Regions from separate parts of the Mus musculus genome. Here all the other regions are linked to region 4. Evidence: chromatin contacts called from public HiChIP or PLAC-seq and promoter capture Hi-C data. All regions are on one chromosome and are shown on one strand. The core of a region is the stretch at or near the end of the contact, and the rest is flanking DNA. Distances in the headings are between cores, read along the strand shown. Region 1 holds the start of Nr2e3 (nuclear receptor subfamily 2, group E, member 3). Region 2 holds the start of Tle3 (transducin-like enhancer of split 3). Region 3 overlaps Thsd4 (thrombospondin, type I, domain containing 4). Region 4 holds the start of Lrrc49 (leucine rich repeat containing 49).

Region 1 (3,509 bases), core at 704-3,203, 740 kb after region 4:
AAACAGAAGTACACAGAGCTCAGCAAATAAAGTGCCAGGCTATGTCCTTCAGGCCCTAGGTCCTGCCTTCATCTGGCCCCTCCTCTTGGTCACCCAGGTGTTTCCCTGGAGACGCTGGGATTTGCATCCAGCTCCATCCCTGCTTGCCTCTTTACTGCTCCATAGCTGTGCAGCTTGAGGCAACTTACCTCCCCACTCTGGGCCTCTCCGACTCAGTCTCCTAGCTGTGAGGCCCATAGTGGCAGCTTCTGTGTCGGGCCACTGTGAGGTGTATGACAGTGGTGGTTTGTGTGAGAAGTCTCTAAACTCTTCCCCAGAGCACTTTACCACTGAGACTCTACCTTTGACTCCTCCTACTACCATACCCATACCCATAGGTCCTACATTGCCCTCTGCACTGGTTCATCCCAACCCTTAGCTCAGCCTGGCCTAGTCTGCCCCTTGTACATGACTGCACACCCCCAAGTTCTTGGACCCCACTCACATGTCTATGCAGGACAGTTGGGGATGAGTGGGATGTCGGGGCATAGATCTTAGGTGTGGACAGAGACTGGTGAGAAGCTGTCACGAAGCTGTCACAGAAGACTGCCCGCGGAGAGGATGGAAGGCTTGCTAAGGTGACTTGGATGTGGGAAGCAGATGGCATGTCTAGAGTACAAATCTTGCCCTGAAGCCCTGACTTGGCTGCTAAGTGGAGCTTCAGGCCTTGTCTGAAGCCTTGTCCATGAAGGTTCCTAAGGGGCTGGGGACAGACAGGACATATGAGAGGCTCCTGTCCTCAGCGGATCACCCTGCAAAGCCCCTGAGCTGACTTTCCAAATCCCCAATAGTGCTTCCCTGTCATAGTGAGGGTTAAGCCCACTTAGGAGGCCATGCCCCACCCTTCTGTCCTCTTAACTCCATGATCCCTCTAGATGCTCCCAGGTTCTAACACGGGACAAACTCGTCCTATCCCACTGTGAGGCAAGGGCAGATGGGGATGGGCATCTCTTCCTGCACATCAACACGCTATTTCCCATTCATTCGGGCCTAGGGAGAGGATGGTAAGGGGCAGAATAGCAGGGACAGGAAAGGATGTTCCCTGGTGTTGCTTCAGTCTTCTTTGTTAGTATCAGGCACCAAAATACATTATGGGAATCATCTAACGTCATGTTCCCAACTACAACCTAAGACAGGCATTGTATCACACCAAGAGGAGGAAACTGAGGTTCGGAGAGGCTAAGTCACTTGCTCAGTGAAACATGGCCCACAACAGGGCAGAAGCATGCATGGAGGTGAATCTGTCCTTACCCTAGTCTCTCTTCCTCTGGGAGTCAGGTACCAGGAGACACAGACGCCTACTTCCTGAGCTGTGTCCTACCTCATTGCCCCATGGGAAAATGTCCACAAGCATCTCCTCTGCCCCCAGCCTGCCCAATACCCTCTGCTGGACCTGATCACAGAGACATATAGAGATGTGAGTCTTCCGTGGGGCAAGGCCCCAAGCCACAAGCCCCAAGCAGTCCTTCATTAAGAGACTAAGTCGAGAGCCACCAGGTTAGAGGGTGAGCATCCCAACGTGAACAAGCAACAGAGGCAGAAACCTACACAGACACGGTGATACATACACGGTCACACATGCCTCGAATACATGGCAAATGCCACAAAAAACATTTGAAGTCCCTGGGTAGGTGGGATGTGTAACACCCTCCTCACCCCCATTAAGATTTGTCATTGAATAATAGACAGCTGAGAGCATGTGGTCTCAGCCAAGCTCCTTGCTCCCATACAGTGTCAGTAAGGACAGCAAAGGATGGACCGACCCCCAGGCATGTTAGGCAGCCTAGGAATCAGGGCTGACTGGCTCCCAGGGGCACCTGGGTAATGCTGCAGGTGTGGTCAGTTGATCCCCTGCGGAGACAGTAAAGATTAAGAGGATCATACACTGTGTCCAGCGCTGTGCTGGCAGAAGTCTGGACCCAGAGCCAGGGTGGTGAGAACGCTTCAGAAGGAAGAAACGCTCCTAACTTACAAGGCAAGGGAAGTAGAGGAGAGACAGGCACAGACTGAAAGACAGACAGACAGACAGACAGGGGTTAAAGATGGATGCATCGGTTGGGCCCAGCAACTTCTAGCAAGCAGGCTACCCTTAGGACCATCCATATCCGATGAGCTCTACAGTGGCTGCCTCCACTATGCCTGTGTCTGTGGCGGCCTCCAAGAAGGAGTCTCCAGGTAGATGGGGCCTTGGAGAGGATCCAACAGGTATGATTTTTCTGGAGGTGTGGTCTGGACCTTTGAGGAAGAGAGTGTAAGCAGTAGGTTCAGAGAGCCACGAGCGAGCTTGAGCCACATAGCCCCAACCCCAGGGCTGTGAGCAAGCATGAGAGTCTGCTGGCAACCCCAGAGTCCTAGAAACTGAGAGGCCAGCAGAGCAAGACCCAACAACTGGCTGCTGAGGCAGGAAATGGGTGCTCTTGAGACACAGAGAGATCTCGAGAGAGGCTGCAGCCGCCCATAGGGGAGGAATGGGGCTGGGAAGGTGGAAGCCATGGAGGGAAAAGAGAGGGGAAGGGGTGGGAGCAGAGGTTAGGATGCCACAGTGAGGAAGCTGCTGTTTCCGGTGGGAGTCACATGGGCAGATCTAGTTTGAGGAACGTGGGAACCTATGGACCGGAGGGAAAGGGGGTGACTAGGGGAGGGAGTGGGGAGCTATCTCAGTTCAGCCCTGCCTTCTTGCTCAGGTGTGGGCCCCTCGCTCCAGTGCCGAGTGTGTGGGGACAGCAGCAGTGGGAAACATTATGGCATCTATGCCTGCAATGGCTGCAGTGGCTTCTTCAAGAGGAGTGTGAGAAGGAGGCTCATCTACAGGTGCCACAGCTCTGCCGGCCTGCCCCGGTGTGCCTAGCACGGGTGGAGGGCGTTCAGGGAAAGCGGAAGACGAGACCAGGGCAAACATATCCCAAGTCAAGGCCTAGAGTCAGGGCATGACACTGCCCCCCCAGGAGCTCGTGTCCTCTGCAGGTGCCAAGTCGGGGCAGGGATGTGCCCAGTGGATAAGGCCCATCGCAATCAGTGCCAGGCCTGCCGGCTGAAGAAGTGCTTACAAGCAGGCATGAACCAAGATGGTGAGTGGTGGGCACGGTGAAGTGGGAAAGGCAGGAGAGAAAATGGCATCACTGCCAAGGGGCAGGTGCGTGTGTGTCCTGAGTCTCCCTGCTTTCCAAGCTGTGCAGAATGAGCGCCAACCTCGGAGCATGGCTCAGGTCCACCTGGATGCCATGGAAACAGGCAGTGACCCCCGATCAGAACCAGTGGTAGCCTCTCCTGCTCTGGCAGGGCCCAGTCCCCGGGGCCCCACGTCTGTGTCTGCAACCAGAGCCATGGGCCACCACTTTATGGCCAGCCTTATCACCGCCGAAACTTGTGCTAAACTGGAGCCAGAGGACGGTAAGTGGGAAGGCAGTGGGCGTGGATACTCACACCGGCTCCCACAGAGCAGCCACTGAACTCCAAACCTCCTCCTCTGC
Region 2 (3,496 bases), core at 52-2,551, 680 kb before region 4:
CCCTCCAACGCAGGCCGCCCGGGCCACTCGAGCGCAATTACCCTTGGCTCTCTACGGCGCCCCCACCCACCCAGCCCCTTTGTGTGAGCGCACACACGCGCGCGCACCATAAAGGTAGCAACAAGCAAAATGGAGGTGCTAGATAAACTGCCTCGTTTACCCTGCCATGATAGATGCTTAAATAAGCCTAGTTGCAATTACTCACCGGATGTCTGCCTTGCGGATACATGGCAGGGAGGGGTCGCGATTCCGAGAGCTTGGAAGCGCTGAGAGCCCGAGCCGGGGACGTGCGGGGGAGGGGGGAGGCGAGCCCGAGCGGGGGGCGGCCGGGGAACCGAGAGCTCGCCCCCGGCCCCCCCAGCCCGCTCTCGCAGCGAAATCCCAGAGTCGGGCGTGCGCCCCAAGTGCAGACAAAGAGCGGCGGAGCGAGCGGCAAAGTCGTCGGCGGGCTCGCGCTTTGTGCGCCTAGGGCTCGGCCGGCTGCGGCCGGCCGCCTTCCCCCGGCTGCGTGAACAGTGTCAGAAGCCGGGTCTGCGTGGACATCATCGGCTCCCTGGCGGCTCCAGTGCGGAATCCCGAGGCCGGGGGTTTGCGGGAAGGGGGATTCTCCTGTCCCCTCACGGGTCAATCAGGACGATGAGGCTGGAGGGGGGCGCGTCTGGGCAGCCCGGAGCATCCGGGGCGCGCGGGTCAGATCCCAGAGGCGGTCGGGCCCGGAGCTCGCGGCGAGAAGAGAAAGGAAGCAGGCCACCGAGGTGACGGCTTGAGGACCGTGGGTGAGGGCTAGAGCCCAGCGAGGACGCTTCGACGCCCCCCCACCCCCCTCGGAGAGGAGAGCCTGCTGTTCCGTCTGCTCCTGCCGCCGCCGCCAGCCCTTCCCAGGGTCGAGGAGGAACTCCGGGCTCAGTCGGTGCAAATAATGAGCCGTGGCATCCTAACTCCAGCCGGCATAGGAAGCCTCGGCGAAGGGGTCCTCTGCTTTCAAGTGGATCGGCCGCGTCTCTGGCGAGGAGCGGTCTGCGTCCTGCCGCCTAGGAGCGCGCAGGCTGGAGAGCACCGGAGGGGGAGACGTAGCCCGAGCCCGGGAGCTCTGCGGCTTCTTTCCTTCCTCCCAGCCTGGCTCTCCTCTCCGCGCCCCGACAAACCCCCAAAACACACAAGCACACGCACTCAACACACACACGTACACGCACTCAAAAAAAAAAAAAAGTGCCTCGGACCTGCGGATACCACACACAGACAGGCGAAGGGGGCCGAGCACGAGGTCTGAACTGCCGCGAGAGCAGTTCCAAATAGGGACTGAAAAGTAACAAAATAATGTGGCGGCTTCGCCTAGCGTTGGCCAATGGGAGTGCGAGGCTCCCACGTGGGGCCACGGGACTCGGACTGCGACTGGGCGCCGCCAGGCGCGACGTCACAATGCCCTCTTGTGTCTAAAACTATGCATGAAAAGTAGCAATCAGGCCCTACCCGCTGGTGACTTTCGCTTGGGAGTGAAAAACAGCGCTCCTCACATCAGGAATTAACCGAAAGACATATAATAAATAGATATATATTATAGTCCTGGGCTGCTAGGTTTTTTTTCTTCTTTTTTTCCCACGATCTACTAGCAAATAATTATTTGGCGGGAGGGGAGAAGGAGAAAACGAGTAACAACAAAAGGGGGGGAAAAAAGGACAAGCTGTACAATCCTTAAAACCTGTGGCTGGTAGTAATGGATCAGTTGATTCTGCAGAGGCGGCGAACGATTGCCCCCCTCTAATCTCATTAGGGTTGCAAAGCAGCCCAATTAGATACTATAAAACAAACAGAATCACTTTGTCAGTTTAATGTTTTCACTTCAAAAGATTTAGGACCGATAAAATGCTGGCACCCAAAGTTACCTCCGACCTCTAAGACTGTTCTCCAAACTGAGTTTCTCTTTCTTTTATCCGTTTCTGCCCCCTCTCCCACCCTTGGGCGCCCCGCTTTTCTCCTTTGTTCATTCGCCCTTCTTTTCAGAAAGCCAAATAAACAGCGCCTCTGATGCAAGGCGGCTGCCGGCGAGGGGGAAGTCTGAGAACTCTGGCTTGGCGGGCCGCGCAGATGGAAGGGCCTGGCAGTCTGCGGACAACAGGCTCAGTAGTGCGGCTAGCCCCATTTGGGGCTCTTGCCCTTTGGGGACAGCTACGTCCTGGCCGCAGCCTTGCCAAGGCGGGTTCCTCAGCAGTGCTCCGGGCCCGAGATGGTGAAGAAGGGAAAGCACGGAGTTGGGGCCCTCCTGGCTACGACCCAGAGTTCCGACCCCGTTTCTTGGCCTGATGGCCTGCCTGGGCACATGCATCGGCAGCCACCCGTGGAAGAGCGACTGCGAGCCTGGAGCGTCCCTGGTCACCAGCATAGACACCCAAGGAGGCGTAGATATTCGACTCTGGGGCCCATCTGCTCGCAGACAAGGGTCACGTCAGGGCACACTGCCCACCCTAGGTCCGCCGGCCTCGGAGAACCAACGCCGAGTGGGCCGCCCAGGTGTCCTCGGGTCCCTCCCGGCTTTCCCACCAAGCTTGCACGCAAGCACACGCTCCTGGCCCGTTGCGGGCGCGCGCGAGCCGGCCGCGCGCCCCCGGAATCTATATTTTCCCCTCATTAGGAGCCTGAGTTTCGCGTTTGCATCTTAATGAGTAGCTGGGAGCGCGCGGGGACCTCCACGTGAGCGGCCGCCCCGAGATGGAGCCTCTCAGCGCCCGCTCCGGCCTCGACCACGCTCCCCTCTTCATTTATTTATTCTCCTAAATAAAAACATAAATCGTGTACGATGCGCACCGAAAAGGGGGAGGGGGCAGGGAGAAGCCTAGCTCGACAGATGCGAGCATCTGGCCAAAGCATCCATTAGTCTCAAAATGGCTCCTCTTTGGAGCTTCCCTCTCCCCTCCCCCTTCTCTGCCCTCCCCCTTACGTCACGGGTGGGCGCACCCGCTTCCTACCCGGCCCGCCCCTTTCTCGCTCCAGCCCCCACGTGGGGCGCGCCGGCCACGCCCCCGAGCAAGTCTAAAACCCAATCACAGACCAGCAAAGAGACTCTCGACTAGTAATTGGTGGAGATTCCGAGAGCTGTCAGTCCTTAGCCAGAGCTGTCAGTCAAAACCACGAGGGGTGGGGGAGCGCTGACAAATGCCGAGGCTTCTGAGCCTCCCGCTTGCAAATAGTGCTTGGAATGGCTGCTTAATTAGCTTTGAATGGCTTTTCCTTCCAGCTCAAACAATCTGTCACTACCATGTGGTATAAAGGAGCCATGCATAAAAAAGTAAGCAGAGGCTAAATATCAATTTGATTTTGTGTATCAAAGGAATATTTTATTTTTCTCCCTAGTAATGAAACGTATCAATTTAAATAATAAAAGGTAAAAACACACACAAACCCTGAAGAAAAAAAAAAGAAGAAGAAAAAGGAAAGAAAGAAAGAAAAAAAAGGAAGAAAATCAAAACCCAAACTCCACGGTGTTCCTACTCCTGCGCAC
Region 3 (3,295 bases), core at 266-2,765, 630 kb after region 4:
TGTGGTTTGCTAACTCAGGTTAGACTCTAAGCAGGATCTACGTCTCGTTCCTCTTCATGGCTGCTCTGCCCTCACAGCACATTGGCCTCTATTGTGATCAGCTCAGAAAACTTACTGAATGATCTCGAGGGTCAAGGGAACAAGCACAGCTTCGAGAACATTTTAATAATAATAACACAGAGAGAAAGAGCGAGCCCACATTTCCCAGGGAGCCTATGTGCTGCTTAACCATCTCCTTATGTTGATCACTAAGGATGGTCCCGGTGTTTTTATTATTGATAATAACACTGTGCTGGGCTCTGTCATCCCGAAACTGTTGGCCTCTTTTCTTATCATTTCCTTTGCCTACATTCCTAGAAGAATGCAGCACTTGAAGCAGCATAGATTGCTAAATTGCTTTCTCAAGGAGGCAGTGTTCATCTGCATTCCTCACAGTGACACAGAGCTTCATCACATGCAGAAGACTTCTTTCAACAGAATGTCAGCCATAAAAGTGTTGGACTCCATATGTATTTCCACAGATTAGTTCACCATAAATACAAGAAAATTCCTGTTAGCTCCAAATCATTTGAATATTCTCCCACACTGTTGTCATGGCATGCTTCTAAAGGCTCCATGTGTCACCTATGCAGGTCACCTAGCCTGCCTGCCTGCCTGCCTGCCTGTTGAGGTTGCCCTGCTTTGCGTGTTCTGATACACATAGAGAACACCTGCTTCCCATTAGGGAATTGGGAACCACACCCACTATCTGAAGGCCTGGCCCCACCCTCCCTGCCATGATGGACAGAGCCTCCTCCCTGTAAAATTCACCACCAAATATGTCATCCAGATTACTCATTTCCCTCAGGAAATCTCATTTAGGTTAATTTTGGCACATAAATTGAGGGTAATTCTTGAGCAATTTCTCTTTTTGATGGCTTGCAACGTGTAAAATTTTCCTACAATGTGTTGCAAAAGAAACCACTGGAAAACTACTGAGAACATCTGATACTTGTCCCGTCACCTTTGTAACATTGACATGTGCCTCTTTTGAAAGGCAGTACCTGGTGAACGGAGAACACAAACCAGTGGTGGAGGGATGGGAAGCAGATGTTGGCTCTGGTTGTCATCAGTAGATGCTGTTTGAACAGCGAGAATGAAGAAGCCGTGTAAGGAGTTGTCTTGGGGTTCCCATGCCCTCCTTTTGGCTTTTTAGCCTTTTTTTTTTTTTTTTTTTTTTTTTTTTTTTTTTTTTTTTTGTCTGAATGAAGAAGAAAGTGTTTCTAGTAAAGGAGTGTTATAGAAGACGGGATGGGTCCTCTGGTTACATGGTGATGAGATTTACTTAAAATTAGATGCTTTTCAGGCATAATCAAATCTATAGAAATGGTGATAACAAGCCCCAGCATTCTCCGAGAAGCTTCGACGGTACATCAAGGGTTCTAGCTCCGGTTTCCTCGTCTCCTCATTCCAAAAGCCTGAGGAGGTCAATACTACCGCATCTCTAGTCACAGCTCCAAAAGCACCCAGAAGCCAATTCACCTGGCTTGTACAAAGGGCCAGGATTCATAAGCACAGAGCAAGGACAGGACCCAGGGCTCACAGGCGCCCATGCTCACCTCAAGCACATGATGACACTGTGCTGGAGCCTCCAAAAGAGTCTGGGAATAAGCCACCAGTTCTGAGTCGTCTCCATTAGACATGAGTTGGTCAGCATCCTGATTCACATGCAAGAGTTCAAGCCACGGTTCCCTGAAATCGCAGGATAGGATTGTTTCCAGCACCTTGTAGAGAAGTGGCTTGGCTGTCCTCTCACATTAAGTTAAAGACAAAGCCAGGTCTATGCCCCTGGCTTCCTTATTCCCAGTTCAGTATTCTTTCCCTCATTCCAAACTGCTTTTCCTGCTAGATGGTGGTGTCAATTATACTTAACAATTGCATGGCAGTGTTAATCAGGGAAGGTTTCCTAGTTTGATCTTTCTTGCTGTGATTAAACACTCTGATTACAGTTAGGAGGGGAGTGTTTTTATTTTATATTACACTTCCAGGTCTCAGTCCATTGTTGAAGGAAGTCAGGGCCGGAACTCAAGGCAAGAATCTGGTGAAGAAACCACGGAAGACTGTTGTTGCCTGCTGGTGCACTCAACAGTTTTGAGCATTGGCTCAAGCTTAACATTGTTTGTATAGCCCAGGAGAACCTGCTCTAGGAACAGCAATGCTCACAGTGGGCTGGGCCCTCCTCCACCTGCTAATGATCAAGAGAATCTCTCATGGACATGCCCATAGACCATCTGATCTAAGAAAGTCCACAACTGAGGTTCCTTCTCTTGGATGATTCTAGTCTAGGTCAAGTTGACAAGAAGGCTAACCAGGACAGGAAGAATCAGCTGTTCTGAAAAGGAAACATTACACATAGGATAGTATTTCACAGAACCATACCCTCCAAGAAATGTATATAAATAATGGCAAAACTCAAATATAGTCTACTCTTTAGTTAGTGGTATAATGCCCATGCCAGTAGTAGACATGACTTTGACAATGCATAGTGTGATGTCATCATTAGAGGAATCTGGGTAGAAGGTCAACAAAACTCTGTGTACTGTTTTTACAACTTCTTGTGATTCAAAGTATTTCAAAGTAAATAAAAAGTGCTTACAATAAGAATTTAATGTAATAGGAAGACAAGCTAAAATATTTATTCATTTGCTACATGTAGAGTATTATGTTCAAATAGCCAGTGTGGGAGAGATGTGTCATGTGATTGGTCTCTCATAAGACTAGAAAAAAGGCACCTCAGTGTCACCTCTGGGCTGAGCTCTGTCCAGGATTCCTTGGTGGCATCACCTTGAACTTATTCTCTGAACATGGTCACTGCCACTATCCACTCCTTCAGCGAAACTGTCATCTTCTGTGTGACCACTGGTCTTTTGGCCTCTAATCCTTTCTTAAATAGTTTTAAAACGTGATTCTTGATTTTGAACCTTAAAACGAACAGCGCAGCCTTACCGAGATATTTGGCCTCTCTGAACTTTATAGCAATTGCGTGGACTGTGTTTAAAATAAAATGAGGAAAAAAGATTGATGTCAAGAGGAGCCATAATATAGCAAATGCTCGGAGTGTTAGACGCTATGAAGTTGAAAACAAATGGGGAGGGGAGATTAAAGCTTCCTTCCCTTCCTCTTGTCAGCCAGTCATAAGGTCCTGTTCATCTTGCATCTAAAAAGCACTCAGACCCCAGACCCTACTTCAAGCTAGGATATTGAAGTACCCTGTAGTCTTTAAGTAGCCAATTTTCAGTTTCTAAAGAAGATTTGA
Region 4 (3,640 bases), core at 226-2,725:
CATTACTCCAAGTAACTAACTCTCTACAGCTCTGGAAAGGCTTTGGCTGAGATGCGATAACATCTTTCTATTACAGATGAGGAACCTGGGCATAGGAAGCATGCTTAATTATTGGCAGAACCATAACTGAAACCCATGAGTTGGCCACCAAGTTTATTCTTGTAACCACCATGATTTCATACCTTAGCTAACCTCCACACCCCACCCCCACACATAAAGATAAATATTTTAAAAAACATAATATGTAAGTCAGGGATCAGGAGAAACTATATTTGAGCTTATTGCTTTAAAAAAGGGACAGAACTTTATTGATGGTGCCAGAAAATGGGAAAAGGAATAACTATGGTTACTGCCGGGAACAGGTGAGCAGTCTCAAAAGAGAGGAATGCTGAGGAACCAAAAGATCAGCATTATGTCTATGAACTCTTCAGGACAGTGGTATTAATAGGATGGTAGGGAAAGGAGAAAAATCATGCAAGGATGTGTAAGTTGTGTTCATAATTTTGATCCAAAAATTATATGTTTACATTCCAAATGATGATAGAATATCACTAAAGGAAGGGTCTTAGGCATCCACCCAGATGTGGGAAGCAGGTTAGTATTACAGAAAGAATATTGTTCTGGTGACTGGAGGTATAATAAGAATTCCAGGCCATTGAAGAAGTTAATTTTTGGATGTGTCTCCTCACATAAAATGGATAGGTTTGGACTAGTTGAGAAATAAGGTTGCCTTCAGCCCTGTCATTCTATACAAGTCTCACAATTCAAAGTCAAAATGTCAGTTACAGACCACTTAACTTCTTGGCAACCTTTTCTCAGATTTAGAACTAAACATTCCTTCTGCACTGTCATAGAGCCACTGTTTAATCCACATAATGGTCATAGGGTGGAAGCTGGATTGTCCCAAAGAGGGCTTGGAAGTTTTTAAGAGAGCAAGTAGTGATAATTCGATGCAAGGAATATGTAATCAGTATTTGGGGGTGGGGTGGGGGCAGAAAGGTATGCAGTGAGGAGATGACTGGAAGTTTGTTTAGCTCGCCAGGAACATGAACTTGAAGGCAGCCAGTATCAGTCAAAAGAAGCTTAGGGAAGGGAAGGGGTTATTAGCAAGACTTGTCTTCAGTAGTAGCTTCACAGCTTTAGTCTTTTTTTTTTTTTTTTTTTGGACAGATCGATTGTCTGGCGCACTCCGTTCCTCTGCCCGCAGGGGCCTCAGGAAAGCTGGCTTCCCTTCACTATCTCCAGGTCGGATTGTATCCTTCCTTGTCTCGGCTTAGTGGAAGGGCCAAATTAAATGGGAAGGTTATGAGCACCTTCCTCCAGCTCTTCCCTGCGATCTTGCCAGGAAAACAGGCAGCAGCAGGCAGAGGGAATCAAACTTCCCGCGGGCAGTGTTGAGGCGGGTCCTAAAGAGGAAAGGACCGGAAGTCATGGTTGCCATAGCCACCGATGTGTCCTCCCTCTTCCTCGTCTTATCCTCCTCCGGATCCTCCCGCTGTTTTCAAGCGGCCTGGAAAAAAAAAAAAAATCCAGAACGAGGAAGTGCTGACGCACGGGGCCCCACAGATACTCCCCGAGGCTAGCCGCCCGGACGGCCCAAAGATCTAGGGCGAGGACCAGACCGGAAATGGTGGTTTCTATGGTAACCCCTGAGCGGGTTGCCTGGGAGATGACCCCTTTTGGTCTCTTTGAATCTTAGCTGTAGGATTACCTCGAAGGAGGATTGAACATCCTGGACTGTCTCCTGCCATGATTCCCGGAAAATATCGCTCCGTTTCTGGCCGAGCTGCAAATAACGTGAGTTGGGCCTTCCTGATTTTTCTTCCTTTCCGATAGTAGTCTTGTCCTCTCTGACTGGCGTCTTTGTCCTAGGTGATGGGCTGTATTACTGGGATCGGGGCGACTGAAGCTATTGTCTCATTGAGGCTAGGGTTTCCTGGGCTAGTCCAAAGCACTCTGAGAGTTTTTGAATATTGTATGATGGGTGTTTAAAATCTTGCCCAGGGCCCGAGCTCCCCAGAAGGTGGAGCTGGTTTGCTAGGCAAACACTGGGATTCCTTTAGTTATCCCCCACCCACTTCTTCCTTTTTTTCTATTGAGAAAGGAACCTGTTCTTAGACACTCCCACCTCCTTTATTCAAGCACTGACATCCTGACTGGCAACAGAAATGTCGGGGCTCCAAAGCCTGAGGTACAAGGTGGGTGAAATCCGTGCCTCCGACATTTTGAAAAATAAATTAATGAAAGCATTTGACTTGATTTTACTTGATTCCTAGACTTCAGAAAATGCTCATTTACCAGAAAAGGCAAAGAAAGATGGAATATTTGACTGTGTTCCATTTCTTATAATGTGTTTATACTATGGTGTGTATGCATTAAGAAATCATTTTATAATTTAACTTTTACATTTCAGGTGAACTGTGGACTTCATCTGGTTATTCAAACGTCGTCACTTTCTGACAAAAACAAAGTAAGATTTAAGCAGATTTGTATTTAAGTTGAAAATAAATGGTCAGATATTGTACACAAATACTTGTATATTTTATATATAGATTCTGACCTCGGGGCTGAGGGTCTCTTATTTTGGTTTTCAATGTAAAGCTGACTTTATTTTCTGTCTACTTTCATAAAGCCAAATCATCCCTCTTGTATCAATTTAGGTCATTCCATTACAAGAGCCCCTCCCCTTACATTTAAACATTTCTGGTGAAGGTATTTCTTAAAAGTGGTTGTATGGCATAATTTAATTAAGAAATGCTTTCTTCCTTAGACATAGGTAAAATGATGGTATCATTCTAATGGTAGCATCTCTGGAAGGATAAAATGGGACATTTTAGGAGGATTTCACTTTGTGATTCATTTTAAATCAGAAGAAAAACTAGCTTAGCAGAGGAAATGTTAGTGTTTTAATAACGTATTGAGTGTTAGATTCTTATTTTGTGTGTGTGTGTGTGTGTGTGTGTGTGTGTGTGTCTGTGCATCCGTCTCTGTGTCTCTCTGGAGGCCAGAGGAAGTTGTCAGATGCTCTGGAGGTGGTGTTACAGGCAGTTGTGACACCTGTCATGGGTACTAGGAACCCAACTCAGGTCCCATGGAAGAGCAGCAGTGGTCCTAACCACTGAACCCTCTTTCTACACCCAGACCATTTACTTGTAATATCTTGGTAATTTCCAAAGTCTCTGGCTTTTCATTTGGTTTTTGAGATACATTTTTTTTCTTTCTTTCCTGCCTCACTCACCTCAGCACTCACGCATGCCCACTCCCCTATGCTAGCCGTACACAATACACTTCTCCCCTTAAATAATGTGTATGCTCTCAACCGTCACAGTTCATTTGTTCCCTAAAACATTGTGAAGTGGACATCACTGGAAGGACTCTGTAGTATAAAGGCCGGAGTTTACAGACAGCAGCAAGAAGAGACTAAACGGAGGCCATAGGAGGTTTGAATGGGAGGGGCCACTGATTAACAGACTGCAGCTGACTAGTTACATTTGGATGTCAAAATAGCCAACCCTTCCCTGTGTGACTCCCCTGACCTCATCGTTTGATCATCTCCAATAACAGCTGAATTAATGAAAAAAATGTATTTATTAGAATCAGGCATAATGGACTGTATGTAAAACTTTCCTACCTGCCTTGG

The links. Promoter capture Hi-C pulls out the DNA fragments that hold promoters and counts their contacts. HiChIP or PLAC-seq counts read pairs in DNA pulled down with a chosen protein or histone mark.
Region 1: an H3K27ac HiChIP or PLAC-seq map of the NIH/3T3 cell line shows a contact between it and region 4, with 7 times the contacts expected there. The contact joins the promoter of Nr2e3 here to the promoter of Lrrc49 in region 4. A contact is called at or near these places in 6 of 39 promoter capture datasets (the 3T3-L1 cell line, cranial neural crest, frontonasal cranial neural crest and 2 more), 2 of 484 Hi-C or Micro-C datasets (cortical neurons and ventricular fibroblasts) and 3 of 115 datasets of contacts at active chromatin or transcription factors (the NIH/3T3 cell line, embryonic stem cells and stem cell-derived neural progenitor cells).
Region 2: a promoter capture Hi-C map of the SN4741 cell line shows a contact between it and region 4, with 3 times the contacts expected there. The contact joins the promoter of Tle3 here to the promoter of Lrrc49 in region 4. A contact is called at or near these places in 2 of 39 promoter capture datasets (the SN4741 cell line and embryonic stem cells) and 1 of 9 other capture datasets (pancreatic islet).
Region 3: a promoter capture Hi-C map of cranial neural crest shows a contact between it and region 4. The contact joins the enhancer-like site here to the promoter of Lrrc49 in region 4. A contact is called at or near these places in 4 of 39 promoter capture datasets (3T3-L1-derived adipocytes, cranial neural crest, embryonic stem cells and 1 more) and 1 of 115 datasets of contacts at active chromatin or transcription factors (bone marrow-derived macrophages).

The regions. Positions count from the first base shown.
Region 1 is chr9:59,948,523-59,952,031 of GRCm38.p6, reverse strand. Nr2e3 (nuclear receptor subfamily 2, group E, member 3) reads left to right here and starts at 1,953. Exons shown (of 8, transcript NM_013708.4): 1 at 1,953-2,244; 2 at 2,724-2,850; 3 at 3,004-3,107; 4 at 3,208-3,429. The coding sequence starts at 2,148. Gm7616 (predicted gene 7616) reads right to left here and starts at 736. Exons shown (of 3, transcript NR_168957.1): 1 at 485-736; 2 at 189-261.
Region 2 is chr9:61,370,171-61,373,666 of GRCm38.p6, reverse strand. It overlaps Tle3 (transducin-like enhancer of split 3), which reads right to left and starts at 1,301. Exons shown (of 20, transcript NM_009389.2): 1 at 206-1,301. The coding sequence starts at 229. It overlaps Gm34157 (a long non-coding RNA gene), which reads left to right and starts at 3,177. Exons shown (of 3, transcript XR_379512.3): 1 at 3,177-3,283; 2 at 3,380-3,496.
Region 3 is chr9:60,060,976-60,064,270 of GRCm38.p6, reverse strand. All of the region lies in intron 7 of Thsd4 (thrombospondin, type I, domain containing 4), which reads left to right. Among named protein-coding and RNA genes, the nearest start is that of Gm7616, 110 kb to the right of the region's middle. Within about 2 kb of position 1,515, at least 22 of the 459 cell types and tissues checked have an H3K27ac peak or open chromatin away from gene starts, as enhancers often do. A contact at or near this core is called in second pharyngeal arch cranial neural crest, where this site is marked.
Region 4 is chr9:60,685,969-60,689,608 of GRCm38.p6, reverse strand. It overlaps Lrrc49 (leucine rich repeat containing 49), which reads left to right and starts at 1,475. Exons shown (of 17, transcript NM_145616.4): 1 at 1,475-1,797; 2 at 2,414-2,470. The coding sequence starts at 1,750.